2 separate regions of the Columba livia genome follow, and region 1 is linked to region 2. A link is a contact called in public Hi-C data. All regions are on one chromosome and are shown on one strand. The core of a region is the stretch at or near the end of the contact, and the rest is flanking DNA. Distances in the headings are between cores, read along the strand shown.

Region 1 (3,615 bases), core at 812-3,311, 250 kb after region 2:
GCCACTCCAAAGTGCACCCCAAGGGACCTGACTTTCGCTTGAAGTCCTTCAGGTCTGACTGCTGGGTACAGGGGTTCACCAGAGCTGCCCAGCTTCACTGGAGGCTTGCCACCACCTTTAAGGATGTGCACATTCAGGGCTACAACTAAGCAGAGCCAGAATGGGGCGTGGGAACATCAAACGTACCATGTCCTGCCAGCCACAGCTGCTAAGGCAGAGAGGCTGCAAGGTGAGTATTGCAGCTGGGGGAGCCTGAAGATGCAAAGGCCACTCTTTGGGTGCATGTGCAATCACCTCTTTTTGTAACTGTGCTCACTCTGCTGTCCTCCCTTCACCTCATGCTCGATTGAAACAAAAGCAGCATGTAAAATGATTGCCTCAAATCTCTGACCCAGCTGCAAGCTACATTTTCTGGGCCAGAAACATCTGACAACATATTCCCTGAAGGATGCAAAGAAGTCTCCAAATTCGATGTGGCAGCCTTTCCCTTTGTCCTTCCTTCATTACAGGCAGCACTTCCTTGGGGATGACCCCCACATTTATGCCCTCAGCTAAAGGAAGATGGTCTATCACATGTGGAAACAGGCTCCAGCTCTGCAGAGGGATCAGGATGGACTCCAGCAGGCAGTCGGTAGCATAGCCGGCATCTGACTCCATCCTACTGCCTCCTAAATCCCTGACTCCTCAAAATCCCCCACCCATCCAAATCACCTTGCAGCGTTGGTTGAAGATCTGGACCACACACAGGGTTAAGCTCCTGGAGGGTGCAGGGAGGAGGCAGCAGGGCAAACCCAAGACCCTGTGTCCACAGAAGCAGCTCGGCAGTGTGTGAGAGGAGATCCCTTCCCCTGCAGTGTTCTGCTTGCATAAGCAATGTTTATGCTATTAAATTCAGAAAAGCAATAATATCCCCAGCAATAGATGCTGCTCATGATAGCTCAGGGAACAGATAAGAACCCCAGAGATATGTTATTCCTGTTCAAAGTCTTGGTCACAGTGACCTCCATGGACATTTTAAAATCAAGCTGGTTTAACTCTGGTTCTTTATTTGTTTGTTGTTGTGGCTGCTTTTTAAAGAAACTTTCAAAGACCCTAAACTCTGCTGTGTATCTTCTGTTCACTAACTTTCCTTTTGCATTTAATGAGGCAAAGACCAGCTAATTAAAAACAAGATATCCATCTCCCAGCTGACATATTGCCCTTGGCCCAAGTGATAGTGCTCCCCACCCTGTGCACAGAGCTATTGCTGCAGTCACCCGGGCACAACACAAACTGAAATGGAAACGCAAAGCAGAGGCTGTGCTGACAGAAACTCCTAAGAACCCCCCCAAGCTCACAGAATCTGTAAAGCTCTCACCGAAATAGGAAAGCAAAGCGCCAACTGCAAAATGAACTCGGCAGAATGAGAACTCCCCGCTTCTCCCTTCTCCCAGATGAAAAACAGCCCTTTGAGGGGATATGTTTGCACCATATACCATCCAGTAAAGAAGTGACAGAGGCAGAGCGGAGCAGGAGCGAAACCCTTCACTGCTGCTTCCCCCAGATCTAACAGATAAATTAAAAACAAACAAACAAACAAAAACAGCAGAATCAGTTTATAACCCATCAAACACCAAAGCCTGCACATGTTGCTGATTTGGGGTGCAGCATGGTTTTGTAGCATTCTCATGCTGCACCCCTGGGCCAGCATTTCTTCCATTGAGTTCTTCACCACCCAACAGGAGATGCAGCTCCAGACCCACACCCTGCAACACGGGCCTCTTCTTCAAGCTCTATAAGCATGGGTAGGAGGTAAAACTTGCTTTTTCCCAAAACAGGCTCATTCCTTTCTTCCCGCAGGGATGCTCTCATAGCAATACCTATTTGCTACCCCCATATATTTTCCTAGATGGGACAAGTCCTAGAGAGCACAGCCAAGACCAGACTCTCTCCTGGAAGGATCAGAGACCAGAATGGGCAAAAGGTGGGCAGATTGGGCAGCCAGCAAGCAAGCATCCCAGCTGGCAAGAGAGAGGGGCTGGGTGGTCTCAAGGAGCCCACAGACCCCGCTGCAAAGCTTCACGGCCCTGTCCACCCACCATTTCTAATGCAGAAGGGCTGTTTCTGCAGCAGCAGATATGCACGGCTTCGTTCAAAACCTCTTTGTGTAATTACAGATCCACGGTTTCTTCTGGGCTCCCACTTATTTAATCATCCTTTCTCATTTGCATTTAATACCCTGAGCTCTGTCAGAGGGCAAAAACACAGCCTTTACATCCAGAAGGACAAGAGTTCCCTGCAACAGCTGCTATATTTAACAAAAAATACACTGGGTTGTCATGGCAACCCTGGTTTCTAAAAATAGAAATGCCATATACAGCACAGTTGAGCACAGGCAGCGCTAACGGAAGCTGCTTTAATAGAGAGCTGGGAAATGGAAGTAAACTTTCATTCTTCATGGGAACTGGTATCGAGCAAATCAAGCAAAAATCACACAACCTTTCACTAATTAAAGCCTTGATCCAGTGCAAAGGATCTCCATTTCTCTCGGCTCAAATACTGCTCCATGCTCTCTAGTGCCTCGGCTCAAAAGCGTGCTCCAGAGAGGATGGGGGGGCTGAAGCAAACTGGACCGGCTGAGCAGCGATGGAGCTGGCACACCAGCGCTGCATGTGGTGGCTTTTCCTCCTGGCACTGATATGCAAAGGCCCAGCGTGGCCAAACCACCATGGCTCCGGCATCAGGGCAGGTTCCAGCTGCCCAGGAGGTTGGGGAGGCTGTCAGGTCACCCTCAGCCAGCAGATCTGTTCAGGTAAGGGTGAGTTTTGGTAACCTCAGTGCTCACAGCTGGTGCTCAGAGGAGCATCTGGCCCTGCCTTGCTTGTTTTAAATAACCTACAGAGCAGGTATCAGAGCCATGCCCAAGATACACAGATTTCCAAACAGCCTTTTCCCCCTCCACTGACACAACCAGGTCTCTGGGCATTAAATCAGGCTCCCTCAGGGGAGCCTTCTCCTTTCCCACTGAAATACAGACCCCCCCCACCCACAGCACAGCATTGTTAGCAAAACATACAACGAGCACCCTACAGCATGAGCCAGCTGAGCATCTCCTGAAATCTGATTAGCAAGGCTGAGTAGTCACAGCCTGCTTACAAACAGCAGTTGCTTCCCATTGCAGTCTAAGTCTCCAGTCATCTCACTAATTCTCCTTGACATTTCTTGCTCCGAGTGGAAGGCGCGCGTTGCCAGATTGCAACCCCCCAGTGTTGTTTCCAAGCCCTGCTTCCCCGGATGGGAGGATCAGCTGCACGCTCGCTGTCAAGTCCCCTGTTTTAGCTCTCCCTGTGTAGCGCTGGCTTCTAGGAATCCTTGAGTGCCGCAGTTGAGTGCTGCATGCTTTCTGGATGATGCACAGCTCTGCTTGACTTCTGCACCATTCTTTAAAGGAAGGCATTGGATAGAGAGGAAGGGCTCTTGAAGATGAAAATACTTCACATTGTTGTAGCAGCGTGTGTGAGTGTTCATTTTTTCCCCCCCTTAAGAAAAACAGATTGCCAGACCTGATGCGAACCTAAGTCAATCCAGTGCAATATTTTCCATATTTCATGGCTGATACCAGCAGCCTTGGAGGAA
Region 2 (3,509 bases), core at 704-3,203:
AAGTGTTTAAATATTTCTAAATATTTAGAAGTGGGAACATGATAAACCCTGGTAAACAGGTATTAAAGAAATCTCCAACGCTTGGGCTACCAGGTAATATGACTTCTAACGAAGATCTTAAAGAAACCAAAACCCTACCTTGAACAGTTATTTTTTACCAAATGAACCTCTACAATCAAATGGATCGGCCAGTACGACACAGCATGATATGCTGGAACAAAGTGCAGAGTTATTTTTCCCCCAAAACCAATGCAAAGGACTAGGACATTTTGCTAAGCCATTGAAGTACGCCTGAGATGCTGGGAGGAGAACAGTTTGTGCAACAGGTTATCAATGTTCTGTTTGCCATCACACAGTGATTTATGTTTCATTCTGCTCTGTGATGGCAATGAGCCAATATACTTAGCACAGTCCTGGGCAGTTTTAAAATTGGAACTGTACAATCACTTGTATGTAGTACTTTTCCTATTTTCCAAAAATTATAAAAAGGTGAAAAGAACCTTATTATTTTCATATTTTCATTTGACGTTCATGACATTATTTTCAGGGAAATTCAAACTACATTTTGTTTTTGTTCCTCCCTTTTGCATAGGTTGTTTGGAGATGGTGCATCTAATGTTGCTCTTTTAAAAATTCTGGATGAACATGCTTCTTTCCTGCGGCATCGCTGTGAATTGCCCACTGCAGTACAGTTGGAAAAGAGGCAAAGACAACTCCCAGGGAAAAGCTCTGGCAGTACAGGGATTTTTCTCCAAATTGTCTCAGCCCAAGTTACAAAATCGCTGCATTACAAGCAGCTGATGAAAAGAGTTCTTCTTATATTCTGTGTCCATTTTATTAGGTATTGGTGGTTTAGCCACGGGTGATTAGCTCAAATTATTTAGCTGAAAAATAAAATGGTTAAGGAGAGTACTACAGCTTCCCATTCACCTGCATGAGCTAACACTGACTTGCGGGAAGCTGTCTGCTCTGTTTATATCACAATAAACTGTTAAATCCTCTAGTTTTTCCATGAGCAGTAACTGAGGATTTGCAGTTTGCTAAGTATAGACAGGACTGACAGCTCGTGGATCAGCAAAACCGGTAACGCAGCGCTTGTCCCCCTGGGGCTGACACAAATGGACCCAAAATGTGCCCTCGGCTCAGCTGGTCTTCAGTTCTGCAAACCAAATAAATGACCCTGTACATAAGAGACCTTTTCCCAGCTCTGCTGCAAGAGCCACGTCTCTCTGCAGCAGCTTCTGCTGCCAGTGTCAAGTGAAGACTCCACCTTACACCATCTTAATCCTTACAATAATTGCCTAAATCTTGTAAGGTCTGCAGTAGACTATAGTGGATGGAGACGTGTGTTGGAATGGGAGAGGGTGGAGTAGAGGCATATTCCCCATATTAAATGTTGTTTCACTACATTAGAAACAAAAATAAAGTGAAAATCTTTACAAAACTAGAAAGCAATAAGGGCTTACATTTATACCATCAGAAGCCCTTTTCAATTCTAAATGACAATTTGGGGAGAACAAGCCCAGGCCTGTTTTAACAGTCCTGATGTTAAGACAGACACCACATTCATGGGGAGAACAGCTAATGGTAAGCGGGATAAAAAGAAATGCCCCAGGAACATTACACAACCGCACCGGTTTTCTACATGCGAGGTTTATAGTGGGAGTCAGTTAACATGGCACACACCCCAAAATCTGCCCTTAGAAAAAGGTGGGTGTCAGTAACCCTGGACACGGGAGCTGCTGTGCTGAGCCAAACCCCAGTTTACCCAGCCCAACACCCTGCCCTTGACACCCACAGCAGATGCCTCAAGTGATTGTGAAAGCTCATAAGCTTATAAACTAGCAAATGGCATCAGGCACCAACCCTTCAAATCCCTAAGTGGAGAGGAAAAGGTTAAACTGGCCCCTTTTAATCCAGTTCTTGTTTGGTCATATTTAGACTAACCTACTGTGCAGAACAAATTCATCCTATATATGATATATGAGAACAGATTACCCAAATTTTAAAATACGTGCATTTGACCAGGAAACTATCTTCAAGCTTTACCTTGCTAATCACTTTATTTTTACTCTCTCCTCACAACAAAACCACTACAAGTTACCACAAGCAGCTTGTGAGCTGGCTCAAACTAGATTTAATAAACAGATAACACATCCTGTCAGCCCAGATTGAGAGGTAATTCCCAAAGTCCTCTCCAAGTCACGATCTGGGCTCTTTTCTTTTAGTGTGTTGTGCGCCAGTTTGTGAGCCTAAATTCCTAAAACTCTGCAAAAACTGATTAGAAACCCAAGCATTAAAAATCAGAGTGAGGAAGGGCTCTGTACCTCTGCTTGAATACTCGTGACTGATCCTGCAATTCCATTCTCGGCGCTTATGTTATTGGAGCTGTTGTTTGGAGAGCTGGGACCAGATCCAGGAGCACTGTTGCATGCAGAGTCTAAAAACACATCCAAAACCAACTTTTAGCGTTACAAACAATCTCCGCGATGGTATTTAGAGAGATAACAACCCCTTGAGAATTTTGTTTTGCAGGAAAGCAATCCTCCTCCTCCCCATTGTCCCCCCTAAATCTTCCCAGGGCTCTTAAATAACTAACAAACACTTTCAAATGGTCTGTCCAAGTACCTACTTACCATATTTATGTCTTCTCCTCAAGGGGATTTCTCTTATAGTCTATAAATAGCTTTAAATATGATTGGAAGATAATAAAAGACATGGAAGGCTTGAAGAGGCCAAACTGGAAGACTGTCCTGCTTCATTTTTCTAGAAGTCCTTCTCTCACCCTCTTTAGCCTATAACCCTAACAACACCCTCTCGCCACCTATTGCATCAGACTCCACGCTGGAAAAAACAGAGAACCATCTCAGCGCTGACATTTTCCCATGCAGGCTTCTGGTGCATCTGGATTTACTGGAAATACGCCGCCAGCACTGAGCCCTCACGCTGATCGTCTATGAGAGCTGACCTCTGCTTTTTTTCCAAAAAAGCACCGAGATGTTCCAGTGCAGGCGAGTGGCCACGTGTGATGTCCTTGTCCCCATCACTTGGGAAGAGCCCACACTGTGCTGGGTCCTCCGAGAAACATGACCTCTCTTGAGCTGCCCTTCGCACAGCACAACAGCTCCCAAAAAGCACCTGGGGACTGACTGAGGAGGATGATATTTTGCCAGGATGGCAAATTAAATCATTTTAAGACATTTAAAAGCTATCTGAGTGACGTGGGATGCGACAGACAATTGGCTGTGGTCATAGCTGAGCACATTTTACAAAAATCAGGCAAAACTCTACACGGTCCAAAACAGTAAATCTGTTTCAAATCACTGCTTTTTTTTTTGTTTTGTAAGTCTTCTTCACTCAGGGAGTAAATCACTTTCTCATTGGGAAGACTCAAGGCAAAGTTAATCCCCCCAAATAATTCTGTTATCACCTGACCGCTCAGAAAATCCTCTCAGCTTTGTATATTTTATCAAGATGTTCCCTATGAACTCACTAACCAGAACCACAGA

The links. A called contact is a pair of places that touch in the nucleus more often than the background predicts.
Region 1: a contact with region 2 is called in a Hi-C map of liver, with 2.3 times the contacts expected there. The contact joins two enhancer-like sites. A contact is called at or near these places in 2 of 2 Hi-C or Micro-C datasets (crop and liver).

What each region holds. Positions count from the first base shown.
Region 1 is chr7:35,529,305-35,532,919 of bColLiv1.pat.W.v2, forward strand. It overlaps LOC110363812 (a long non-coding RNA gene), which reads right to left. Exons shown (of 14, transcript XR_010473765.1): 5 at 1-3,615. Among named protein-coding and RNA genes, the nearest start is that of HDAC4, 88 kb to the left of the region's middle. Within about 2 kb of position 2,062, at least 2 of the 3 cell types and tissues checked have an H3K27ac peak away from gene starts, as active enhancers do.
Region 2 is chr7:35,281,973-35,285,481 of bColLiv1.pat.W.v2, forward strand. It overlaps HDAC4 (histone deacetylase 4), which reads right to left. Exons shown (of 27, transcript XM_065069252.1): 9 at 2,328-2,440. Among named protein-coding and RNA genes, the nearest start is that of TWIST2, 140 kb to the left of the region's middle. Within about 2 kb of position 1,954, at least 1 of the 3 cell types and tissues checked has an H3K27ac peak away from gene starts, as active enhancers do.